Regions from separate parts of the Mus musculus genome. Here all the other regions are linked to region 2. Evidence: chromatin contacts called from public ChIA-PET, HiChIP or PLAC-seq and promoter capture Hi-C data. All regions are on one chromosome and are shown on one strand. Each heading gives the region's core, a stretch centred on a gene start, on an enhancer-like site or on the middle of the called end of the contact. The rest is flanking DNA. Distances are from core to core; before and after follow the strand shown.

Region 1 (3,012 bases), core at 497-2,996, 510 kb before region 2:
GTTTCCAGGGAGTTAACAAAAACATAGGGTAGGTAAAAGCTTTTTTTTTTCTTAAATTTAAATACAGTGGGGGAATTTCAGCCAAACTTTTGCCCTATTCTGAGCTGTGAATATCTCTTCACAGAAGCCTACTGTAGATGTGGGAGATATAGGACCAGATATAGAATAGCTCACCCCTGATTTGTTCCTAGATTTTTGGCTGTCTTCTGACCCTCTTTAGTTTCAGAGTAGGAGAAACATCCAAGAAGCTCTTTAAAGTCCTCAGTGTTTGCTGAAGGAAATGGGTGGCATCCTCTACCTTCAATTATTTTGCAGAAGAGGTCCTCCCATTTTAGGAAAAGGGAATGTTGGGCTGAAGAGATAGCTCAGAGGTTAAGAGCACCTACTGTTCTTCCAGAGGTCCTGAGTTCAATTCCTAGCAATCACATGATGGCTCACAACCATCTGTAACGGAATTTGATGCCTTCTACGGGTGAGTCTGAAGAGAGCAATGGTGTACTCATTCATATACATAAAATAAATAAAGAAAGAAAAGAAAAAGGAAAAGAAAAGTAGAGGGAATGTCACTCAATTTGGCTCTAGCACTGTCTCTGCACAGGCTGGGGCTACAGGCCACCATTTAGCAATGGTGGGTATTTGATAATAAAAGCTGAATTTTTTTTTTAACATTTAAACAGTGTATGTACTTTGTCTTATTAAAGTTTTGGGTGAATGGTATCACATTCCAAAGTTGCCAAAATGTATATATCTTGTTTTTTCTTATTTAGATATTCTTCCTCAGTTGTCATGGGAAACTGTAGCTAGAAAGTAGAACTGGGTTCATGGTGGTCAAGAAATGAGGAAGAGAAACCTGTATTTACATAATGTTCATCTAATGCCAGGAATTGGGCCAGATTTGTGTGCATAAAAACTTTGCTCTTGAATTTATTTAATCCACTTGATGTGAAGTTGGTATTGGTATTTCCGTTTTACAAAGAAATTGAGCTGTAGTTAAGTAAAAATGCCCATCAAAAACCTCAGAGTTAAGAAGTGTTAGTTTCTAGGTGTGGTGGCTGTCTTTAATCCTAGCACTTGGGAGTGGAGAGATCTATGTGTATTCGAGTCCAGCATAGTTTATGTAGGACTACATAGAAATACCCTATCGCAAAAAAAAAAAAAAAAAAAAAAAAGTGTCAGTTCAGAGTCTGAATGGCTTCAGAATCTGAATTCTAGCTATTGCTATTATACTTCACTATTCCAAAATCACTCTGGGTACACCCAGAATGAAGAAAATGGTAATCAAACTCGTCCCCACACGTATTTAAGAGCCTGAGGAAAAGCTATGAGGTCTTTGGAGTATTGCTGACGTTAATACAAAGGTATATACCCAGATCCACGTACACTCAGAAATGTCCCAAAGTCCACTTGGAACCCCCTCAAAGTGATGCCCTGATCCAAGATGGCGTCCCACATTGCCCTTATGAAAGATGGCGCCTAAGATTGCCGTTCCACCCTCTACTTCCTTTTACTGGAAGTAAAAGGGCTCCGCCTACCACAAGGATGGAAGTACAATTTAGTCGGGTTTTTTTTTTCCTGGTTCTTACTGAAAACAAAGGCCTCTAGCGAGGTCCCCAAGGATACCGTCTGTTTCCCTTCAGAGCCTGCGACCACTCACGTACCCACATCCGCTCTAGCGGGCATCAGATTTGAAGCGAGCGGAAGTGTGGCAGCTCGGGGGGCCGTCCGTCGGCTGGGCGGGTCGAGGGCACACTTCCGCCCCTCACCAACATGGCCGCAGGCTGGGACTGCGCATGAGCAGCTGTCTATGGAGAGACCTAGATCCAAAGACGGAGAAGGCTGCCGGGGGAAATCGGCGACTGAAGCGGCCTGGCCCGGTGAGTGCGTCGGAGCCGGCCGGAGTCCGGACGCCGGTGGATCGGCATGGCGGGGCACCTTTGCTTTGGCTGGCGTTTCCCAGGCCAGGCCACGCCTGGGCACGGAGCCTTTGTTTTGGGGGAGGGGGCCGTGCCCGGCTCTTTCTCTCCTGCTTTGTGGGCCGAGCTCGCTCCCCGCCCCGGTGTGCACACGTCCCAGCCGCCTGCGGTGGGTATCCAGCTTCGAGCCGCAGGCCCGGGAAGGTCCCCGGCGTCCTTTCCCCGTCTCTCCTCCGCGGAGCAGCTGGGGCGCAGGCGAGCTGGGCTGGGACCGGCGGGGTCACCGCGCGGGCTGCGGGGCTCGCGCCTGCCGGGTACTCAGGTCCCCAAGCGCCTACTACTAGTCGGTGGGCCTGCAGGGAGACGCGTCGTTCTCGGGCAAGGTCCGGGCGCTTGAAGTCTTTGGGAACTTGATCTGGTTTTTGTGTGTGGGTGGTGGTGGGGGGTGTTTTGTTTTTTAAATTTCTGCCTTTGCGTCTGTGCTTGGTGAGGACGTTTGCTGGGCTCTCCTTTTGAGCATGCAAAACCACAAAATCCTAGGCTGATTTCCGTATCACGTATTATTAATGCTCAGGATGCTTCCGGATATACAACCAAGGTTTGAGTAAGGAGCCTACCGCCGTTTCTGGGTAGCCTCAGAAGTTGCGCTGACAGCTGTTGGCTATACGGTTGTCTCGTGCGCCTTGCAGTCTCTTTCATAGCCTCCTCCTGCAGGCCGTGCCAGGAGCTTCAGGAGGAGCTCTTCCTCCTGTTTGAGGATGGAGACCCCCTAGGTGGTCCGTACATCCGGACGCTGCCTCCCTTTGCAGCCTTACTTTCTACGGACAGTTTCACTTTCAGTTCCCTTTTGTTATTGTTGTTAACGTTCTTCTTTGCACACGGTCTTTCCGAGGCGCATTATCCGCTAAACTAAGGTTTTTCTTTGATTAGAAAGGTTTGGAAGATCTTGCGGGTAGAGTGTTTAAAAAAAATCTTGTCCTTTCTTGTTGAGATTATTTTATTGCTTTGTCCTATGCAGCTGTTTCTTTCTGGTGGCATCTGTCTGTACAGTTCTTTGTTTTTTCCCGTTCTCTGGCTGGTTGTCAAAAGTCCTAAGGCA
Region 2 (2,842 bases), core at 247-2,746:
AGAGAAGAGTAATCATATACGGATTGCCGAATGGATGTTCCACCTTCGGTTGGATCATGCACTGTAGCCTGTGTCTCACACATAGCAGAGGGTCATGTGACCCCTCCTCTCAGACACAACTTTGTTTTGTTTCTCCCGGTTCAGGCACCAATTGTGACTCCCCCCCCCCCCCTGGGGAGATTTGAGCAAGTATCTCTAATCACCTCATATAGGACTGAGAACAAAACAAAGAAACAGCCCTCACAAGTCCGGATTAGTTCTTTGAGGTTACTGACAGGTGCACGGATGAGGGGTTATCTGTAGGCGTGGGGGTGGTTCAAAGGCATTTGCATACCTGACAGCCCACTCTCAGAGCACCATCAATGACCTAATACTTTTCTACTTGGACCTTCTCAAAGTTGCCACCACATCTGCATCAACATACTGGAGACCAAGCCTCCAGCATCCGAATCTTCCGAGGTCAGAACCACAGGGATTGGGGCAAAAAAAAATAACAACTGAGCCACATTATAAACGAGTAAGATCTGACAAGCATTACAGAAGATGGCACAGACAAGGTGAACATTTTCTCAAGTGCGTAGAGAGGACACGATTTAAGTCTCTCTAAAAATTTCTAAGTTAAAATCATTCAAGGTATTTCCTTTCTTTTTCAAGGTATTCTTCTCTCATATATATTACATCCCTGACAGCAGTTTCCCTCTCTCCTCCCTCCCAGTCTTTCCCCTCCCCCCTTACTTCCCCCAACACCTCCCTCAGCCCCCTCCATCCAGTTCTCTTCCTTTTCGCTCCAGAAAAGAGCAAGTCTCTCAGGGATATCAACCAAACAAGGCATATCCAGTTGCAATAAAACTAGGTACCTCCCCTCATAAGGACTAGGCAACCCAATAGGAGGAAGAGTCCCAAAATCAGGCAAGAGTCAGAGACAGCCCCCTATCCCACTGTTGGAAGTCCTACTAGAAGACCAAGCTACATAATCATTATATATATAATATATATATATATATATATATATATATATAGCACCTAGGTTAGAACCATGCAGGGTCCCTAGTTGCCACTTCAGTCTCTGTGAGCGCCCCATGAACCCAGGCTAATTGATTCTGTAGGTTTTCTTGAGGTGTCCTTGACCCCTTTGTCTCCAACAATCCTTCCTCCACCTCTTCTGCAAGATTCCCCAAGCTCCACAGGATGTTTGACTCTGGATCTCTGCATCTGTTTCCATCAGTTGCTGGGTGAAGCCTCTCTGATGACAACTGGGCTAGGCTCCTGCCTCAAGTATAGCAGATTTGTTTTGCTATGGTTGGTTTGTTTGTTTGTTTGTTTGTTTGTTTGTTTGTTGTGTCTCTGGGCTATCCAGCCTCTGCTTCATGGCTCTCCACACAGTATCAGGAGTGGGCTCCCCGTCCTGGCATAGGTCTTAAGATGGACCAGTCACTGATTGGCCACTCCCACAATTTCTGTGTCACCTTTACCCCAGCACATCTTGCTGGCAAGACAAATCATAAGTAGAAGGTTTTTGTGGCTGGGTTGGTGTCCCAGTCCCTCCACCAGAAGTCTTGCCTGGTTACAGAAGATGGCCCGTTCAAGTTCCACGTTCCCTACTGCTAAGAGTCTTAGCTTACAAAAGATATTCTTGTAAGCCAAGTGTGAAGTTAATCACGACAACCAAAGGTTTGCTAACATAGAGGAAGAGCTCTCATCAATAGGGGAACAGAAAGTCTCAGCGACAAGCTTATGAAAGAATGGCTGTCTCAAGGGCTCCAGCACCCGACTCCGCCTGTCAGAGGATGGTCTGGCTCTTTCCACTTGTCTTCTGCCTCGGCTCAGGTAAAAAACGTCTGTGGAAACTGATTGAGTCACTGAGTGAGTTCCTTCTTTGGAATGCCTTGCTCCTCTTGGTCAGGTTGACTGCCCAGTTCTCTATTCAGAGACTTAGAAAGCTCACCGTGGTCCTAGCGAACTGCTTCCCGCAGACTGCCACGGGACTGATTCAGAGCAAACACTTCGGCTGGGGGCCAAGGGGAAGGGAAGTGTTTTCTGAGATATGGAAAATGAGTCTTTGTAAGTCAGGACTGTTCGTGACCAGCGTATTGTGGTACAAAAATAAGTTTAAGCGGGAAAAAGATCTACAATTTAACTACTGTGATACTGTGCGACTTCAGGGGGCTTCATTATCTTTCCCGAGCTTCACTCTTCGCTCAGATACTGAAAACCCACCAACGCTTTCACACTGCAATTAGGAAGGGATTGACTGAGCCTGCTTCTTCTCCCTGCTATCTGGAAAGCTCTCACTGTCTTTAAGAACTCAGAGGGTGCCTATCTGGACTGAAGCGTAGTGTTCTAAAACAGGAGATCAAGCAATGGCTACTAACACAGACCTAGCCCCGAGAGAATTCATTGAAGAAAAAAAAAAAGAACCAATAGGTAGCCTAGCATTTATTTTATTCCAGAAAATGAGCTAATTATTAAACATGCATTACATTTAGATGTCCATAACGTGTTTGTGAATTTATTCTATTAATAGCTACAAGTAACTTAGACTATGGCAATTTAAATAACTTTTGAAAATTCTATTAGTCATCAGGTAGCTGAAAAAAACCAATAAAAATAAAAACAAATCACTTGACTAAAACTTTCAGTAACAAACACCTGTGTGCATGCACACACACAAACCAAGACATACTGCAGATATAGAGCTATCTAGACAAATTGACAACAGAAAGAAAAAGAAAGCAAGGTTCATTAAGTCATTTGATAAACCATTCACTAAATGACCACTGAATGCACGGCACTGTGGGCGTTTCAGGAACTAAGTCAACACAATTTCTGTTCTGCGGAATTA
Region 3 (2,800 bases), core at 33-2,532, 420 kb after region 2:
CCTTCCTTCCTTCCTTCCTTCCTTCCTTCCTTCCTTCCTTCCTTCCTTCCTTCCTTCCTTCCTTCCTTCCTTTCCTTCCTCCCTTCTTCTCTCCCTCCCTCTCTTTCTCCCTCCCTCCTCCCCCCTCCCATTCTTCTTTCTGTGCTGGTGATGAATGGAACCCAAGACAAGCATTCTACCTCTCAGCTACAACACCCTCAGCCCCAAAGAGGCCTTTTCAAAAGGCACATGTATTCTTCATCTTATGCATTTTGAGAGTTTTAAGCTAAACTAAAATATATATAGTTTCCCTGCTTTCAATCCTGAATTTATATTAACACAGTAAGTAAAGCAGTCTATTGATATGTAGTTCAATGTCTGTTATGAATAAAAGTGGGACGTCTTTATTTTCTTCTTTAGTGTATGCCATGCATCAGATAGAGGGTACAAATCACTCAAAACAGATCAGATAATGAGAGTACATAGTGGATGGGAAGAGTTTGACGCTATTTCCTAAGCTGATGTGTCTGTGTTCCCACAGGACTTCACAATGGCAGTTCCTCTGTCATCAGTATTCTTTCTGCCATCTCCTTGGACCTGGGCCTCCTGCATTCCTAGAACCTACGTAGACGTTATCTCTTTCCTCGAACATTTGTGGGGAACCCCCTAAATAGTGACCCTTCCTTCTTCTTCCACAGCTTTGGATGTCTCCCACACTTTGCACCGTACTGCGGCTTATTTTTCCTTGCAGGAGAAGTTGCTGCAGATGGAGATGATGTTTGGTCCTCTTTTGCACCCCACGCCGCACTCTCTACACAGGGAACAGCGAATAACTTGGAAATTGTACAGGATGCCAGAGCCCTGTAGCCCCAGGAACCCAGGCCAAGTCTGCCACAGTCTCGGTCCCAGTCGCAGCCCGTCCTGAATTCATTTCCACCTCATTAACTGGGGCCCAGTCCCGCCCCCGCGGCCCTCGTCCTGGTTCCTCCATTCTGACACGGCCGCCTCACTTTTCTTCTTTCTCTTCCCCCCTGTCATCTTGCCAGCTCGGCTTCTATCGCTACGCGTATCGTCTCTTCATCTCTCTTTCTCCGGGACTCTGTCTGGGTCTCTGTTCTTCGAGTGTTTCTGCACCCTAGTCCGTCTGGGTTTGCGCTTCCTATCCCCTAAGCCCCGCCCCTTGCCTTGCCCAAATCTCTCCAATCCCCAGGCGCTGATCTGGCGCTCCGATCTGCCATTGGCCGGCTCCAAGCTCCCCCCTCTGCCTCCGCCCTCCCGACCCCCGCCGGGCCCCTCCATTCACACAAAGTTTGGCTTCGGCACTGCAGAGGGAGGGGGCGGCCCGGCCCGGCCCAACTCTGCCCCCGGCCGGCCCGACCCCGGCCCCGGCCCCCGGACAAACCCTTATCTGATTCCAGCTCCGGGTTTAAGAGTCTTGGCCCTGCCTGTCGCACAGCTCCGCTCGCCGCTCCTGCCCGCCCCGTCTGTTCATCTGTCCCGCTGCCCCGCGATTTATCAGAGCAGCCACTTCACCTTCGAGCCAAGGTAAGACTCTGGCCCTGATAAAGGAGTGCTGGGTCCTATCCACTTATCCATCGGATCCCCCTAACCCTTTGGTCCCTACGGAAGCTGGTTGTACCCTATCAGTACAATCCGGGTCTCCCTCCTTCAGTCTTGGCAGTTCCAAGTGGACTTTCCTGGGAAGGGCCCCTCATCAAGAGTACTTTACTCAGGTTATTCACCTCGGGTCTTCCATCTAAGAAAGGGGCTTCCATGATATCCCCTCCTCATGACACTTGGCAGACCTGCAGTTGCATGGGGCTCATCCGGTTACTAGAGTAATTAATTACCACACATAAGCCTGCACCCACCCACACAGGAATAGAGACACTGCCCCTTGCTCCCAGTAGAGATAAGTTACTCCTGATTCCAGCCCTTCCCCCTTGCAGTGACATTCACACAGTGACACTCATTGACGGTCTTCTGAGCACCAGTTTGTTTACACATGGGGAGAAAGACAAGCACTAGATTAGAAGACGCAGTCACCCTGATGTGCCTGGGACCCTCTTCATTTCCTTCTGGGTTCCCACTTTGAGACCCCCTCCCTACCGACATCCCTCAATCCTTGAAATTGCCTCACAAGGACAATCTCAGAAGAAGATGTTTCTTCTGGAGCAGGGTAGATTAGTGCCTATGAATTCATCCTTTAGGGATCCCCTCTCCCACTCTCTGTCTTGCCCCATCAGGGACTGACCAAGGGCAGTCATGTTAGGATGGAACTGATTCTAGGGAGGAGACCCGAGGCCCAGAATGGCCAGAAGGACAAACCTGGGAAAGAAAAAATTTAGGGGTAGGACTTCTGGTATCTCGGGATTTCATTTCAGTAACTGAAGTGCCCTGGGCAGACTGAGGCTGACGGAGAGAGGCGAGGGTGCACAGAAATAAAGACAGATTTGGATCCAAGGGAAGGCAAAGCTTAAAGCCTGCTTAGGTTGCGTATCGATACAAATTCTGATGAGAGGTTTCTGGCCAGAGAGCCCTTGCTGTGGTGTTTGAAATGTTTTTCTCCCTATGGGACAGGCGGCTTTAGGTAGTCCAAGAGGACAGGAGATGGTAAAAGACGCCTTGGGAGCCTCCTGTTTGGGGTTACATGGAAGGCACAGAGTGGGCATGGAGAGACTGGCGCCATGAGCCGGCAGTTACCATGAGCTCAATCGAGTTTCATCTTGAACACTTTTCCCTGATCTCCAAGGAGTTTTGAATATGTTCCTGGAATGATGGAGATTCTAGCCTCTGCCAAAGTGCAGGGTTTGTCAGGTCC
Region 4 (2,795 bases), core at 270-2,769, 290 kb after region 2:
GGCGGCCAGGGAAGCTGGCAGCCTAGAGCTTGCTGGCGGTCTCCCCACGAGAGTGTTTAACCGCAAAGGGAAGAGCAATTAACGCTAATCGCTCCTACAGCCTGGGGGGGCCAGACGCACAACCTAGAGAAACAATATACAGCCTGGGGGGCCAAACACAGGAACCTAGAGAAACAAGGCTCCCTAACTTGAGATTCTCGTCCTCTCCAGCACCCTTCCTGTGCCTCTGGCCACCTCTTTCCTTTTCTCTGTGGCTCTCTGGTCAGCTCTCCCTGTCTTCTCACACATTCCTCTCATTCTCTCTCCCCCTGACTTGGGTTCCATCCTTGGCTGACTCATTCTTTTCACCCTCTCCCTGGCTTCTACTCCTTCCTCCATCCTTTGGCCATATTGATGTCCAGGCTCTAGCCACTCCCAGGTACCCTATGCTCTAAACTGGCAGTCAGCAACAAAGGTCACAAGAAGCCCCTCACCCAGGTAAGAGCACAGGCTCACCAGTCCTTGAGGTATTGCCCACTAAAACTGTAAAATCTGGGTGTGTTTGTGGACAGTGGTCCTTTCCACCCACTACTGAACATTCGTGTTAAGACTGATGCTGGTCAAGGAGACTCCACATGGGAGGTAACAAACGGGTTGTGGTGGGTGGGTGGATGCCTAGTGCAGGGGTGTTGTGATTTGGTTTGTATGAGAGGATGTGTGTAAGTCACATGGGTGTGTGTCACTGTGTGGTTGGCTGTCTTTTTTTTTTTCTTAAAGGTGTGTTTCTGTCCCTGTCGGTTTTGACAAGGATTGTTTTAAAAATTAGTGTCTTTATATTGGCTACATCATTCCTATGTATCCCCAGCCCCTTTCCTCTGGGCAAGCTTCCACCAATCCCACTCTCCTCAGATGCAGTAAACTGGGTGTGAGAGTACCCAGACCAGTTGCCTGCTGCCGGAGGAACTGAAGCAGGGCTGAGCTGAGCCTGGACGCCTGCAGAGGCGAGTCCGAAGCTAAAGCGAGGAGGGAGGGGCGGGAGCTGGCCTGGCTCGGCCGGCTGGGCGGGAAGCAGGCTACATCCTAATCCCCAGGCCCCGTCGGACTCCCAAACTGCTGTTCAGCACGGAATGGGCGGATGAAGCCACGCTGCCTGTGACACTCTCCAGTCTCTGGATGCATGGACAGAGAAGGACCCCATGGAGCCTGACACCGTGGACCTGTCTGAATCCTCAAGCTCCCCTATTTGTCCCCTGCGTCCGGGATCGTGACCCTCCAAACCCAGATCCCCAATCTACCTCCTCCCCACGACACATCTTCCCTCTGCCCCTCTCACCGCCTCCGGAGCTGAGAGCTCAGGGTGCGGGCACTCCCGGGTCCCCGGTTCCTAAGCAGCGTCTGGAGCCTGCTCCTTGGCTCCTGCCACCGCTGCCGCCGATCCTGCCGCCGCCGCCTCTTCCGCCCGTGGAGCAGAGCTTGAGCCCAGCACCGCCTCACCCCACCCGACTGGCCGGTGATGTCAGAGCCGGGGAGGGGCGGGGGGCGGGGAGCGGGGAGGAAAGGGGGAGGGGAAGCAGGAGGGGACAGGGACTGGGGACTGGGGTTCTGGAAGGCTCCTAGGATGGGGGCAGGACTGGGATGGAATATGGACTCTTCCCCTTAAACTGTGAGAAGATCCTCGTTTTTTTCCTAATGGGTCACTTTCCTGCCCTCTGACCTTTGGTTGGTCACGATGGCCAGGACCCCTGGAAGGCAGATCAATTTGGATTGGGGGATTTGGAAGACCTATGGCCTCTGGGTTCTCTTAGCTACTTCGCTTTGGTATTTAGAAATCCTATTTCCTAGCCTTATAGATCAGAGACTCAGTAGGAAACGGTCAAGTTTATCCACGCTAGGAATAAAAATGGGACAGGGGCAGGCAGCAACAGGGAAATCTCTTTTACTTGGCCCGGGGCCATGAGCTCTTGTGTATAATAGCAGCTGGACCCCTGAGCACCTCCTGCCTTTCCCAAATATACCCCCACACACGCACCCCCACACCCCCACACACTATGATGTAATTTTATTTTCTGGAGGAAAAAAGCCATGAGCTCAGCATGCAAATATAGACAACAAAGCCACACTTAGCTGTCTCCTAGCTCTGTCCTTCTGCCTAGGCCCAGTGTGATAATTCTCACTTCCCCTACACCTCAGGGACTTTCCTCCTCCAGAGGCTCACTCAGCCGGGCTGAAAGAGGGAGGAGGGAGGAGGGAGAATTGGAGAAGCATCCGATTTTCACCCTACCTCCATGAGGGGCGTCAGCTCAGCTCTGCAAGTGCCTGACCCTGAGAACGGCTTCAATGTTTGCACACCACCAGGAACACCCCATTTTGCCTTCAGGTCCAGCTGATCAGAGACCCTTCCAGAAGCCTAAGATGAGCCCCTTCTTCTGGGAGGAGCAGGTCCTGGTCCTGTGCCTTAGGTTTCATATATAGTTCTTCTCTTTGCTCCTCTTACCCCCAGCCCCACCCCCACCCCCCACATGGCTGCCCATTGCTCCTTTGAGGGTAACTAATATACCCTCAGAAGTTGCTTTTGTTTCTGAGTCGCTGTAGGGTCGGAATCTATCATGTTGACCCATCTTTGAGACACAGAGTGACTGTACACTTTTGCATAGACATACCACATTTACATGAGACAAATGAGGCAGAGCAAAACACAGAGAATGTGGACTTTATACTTATTCTGTTTCCATAGACAAATTAAGTCCATAAAGTTGAGGATACCAGTCTCACTTCATAGGGTTCTTCTGAGAATCAGGAATAATAAAGTTTTTAGG

The links. Promoter capture Hi-C pulls out the DNA fragments that hold promoters and counts their contacts. ChIA-PET counts read pairs in DNA pulled down with a chosen protein or histone mark. HiChIP or PLAC-seq counts read pairs in DNA pulled down with a chosen protein or histone mark.
Region 1: a contact with region 2 is called in a promoter capture Hi-C map of pre-B cells, with 2.6 times the contacts expected there. The contact joins the promoter of Usf1 here to the promoter of Slamf6 in region 2.
Region 3: a contact with region 2 is called in an H3K27ac HiChIP or PLAC-seq map of T-cell acute lymphoblastic leukemia, with 3 times the contacts expected there. The contact joins the promoter of Kcnj10 here to the promoter of Slamf6 in region 2. A contact is called at or near these places in 1 of 39 promoter capture datasets (hematopoietic stem and progenitor cells) and 1 of 115 datasets of contacts at active chromatin or transcription factors (T-cell acute lymphoblastic leukemia).
Region 4: an RNA polymerase II ChIA-PET map of memory CD8 T cells shows a contact between it and region 2, with 111 read pairs. The contact joins the promoter of Pea15a here to the promoter of Slamf6 in region 2. A contact is called at or near these places in 1 of 484 Hi-C or Micro-C datasets (B cells) and 1 of 115 datasets of contacts at active chromatin or transcription factors (memory CD8 T cells).

Annotation. Positions count from the first base shown.
Region 1 is chr1:171,409,567-171,412,578 of GRCm38.p6, forward strand. It overlaps Usf1 (upstream transcription factor 1), which reads left to right and starts at 1,747. Exons shown (of 10, transcript NM_001305676.1): 1 at 1,747-1,874. Arhgap30 (Rho GTPase activating protein 30) reads left to right here. Exons shown (of 12, transcript NM_001005508.2): 12 at 1-674.
Region 2 is chr1:171,915,966-171,918,807 of GRCm38.p6, forward strand. Slamf6 (SLAM family member 6) reads left to right here and starts at 1,497. Exons shown (of 9, transcript NM_001347186.1): 1 at 1,497-1,827. The coding sequence starts at 1,743. The region is part of intron 1 of Gm37065 (predicted gene, 37065); the gene reads right to left.
Region 3 is chr1:172,339,928-172,342,727 of GRCm38.p6, forward strand. Kcnj10 (potassium inwardly-rectifying channel, subfamily J, member 10) reads left to right here and starts at 1,283. Exons shown (of 2, transcript NM_001039484.1): 1 at 1,283-1,524.
Region 4 is chr1:172,205,285-172,208,079 of GRCm38.p6, forward strand. It overlaps Pea15a (phosphoprotein enriched in astrocytes 15A), which reads right to left and starts at 1,520. Exons shown (of 4, transcript NM_011063.3): 1 at 1,313-1,520. Gm17224 (a long non-coding RNA gene) reads left to right here and starts at 1,699. Exons shown (of 5, transcript XR_865735.3): 1 at 1,699-2,795.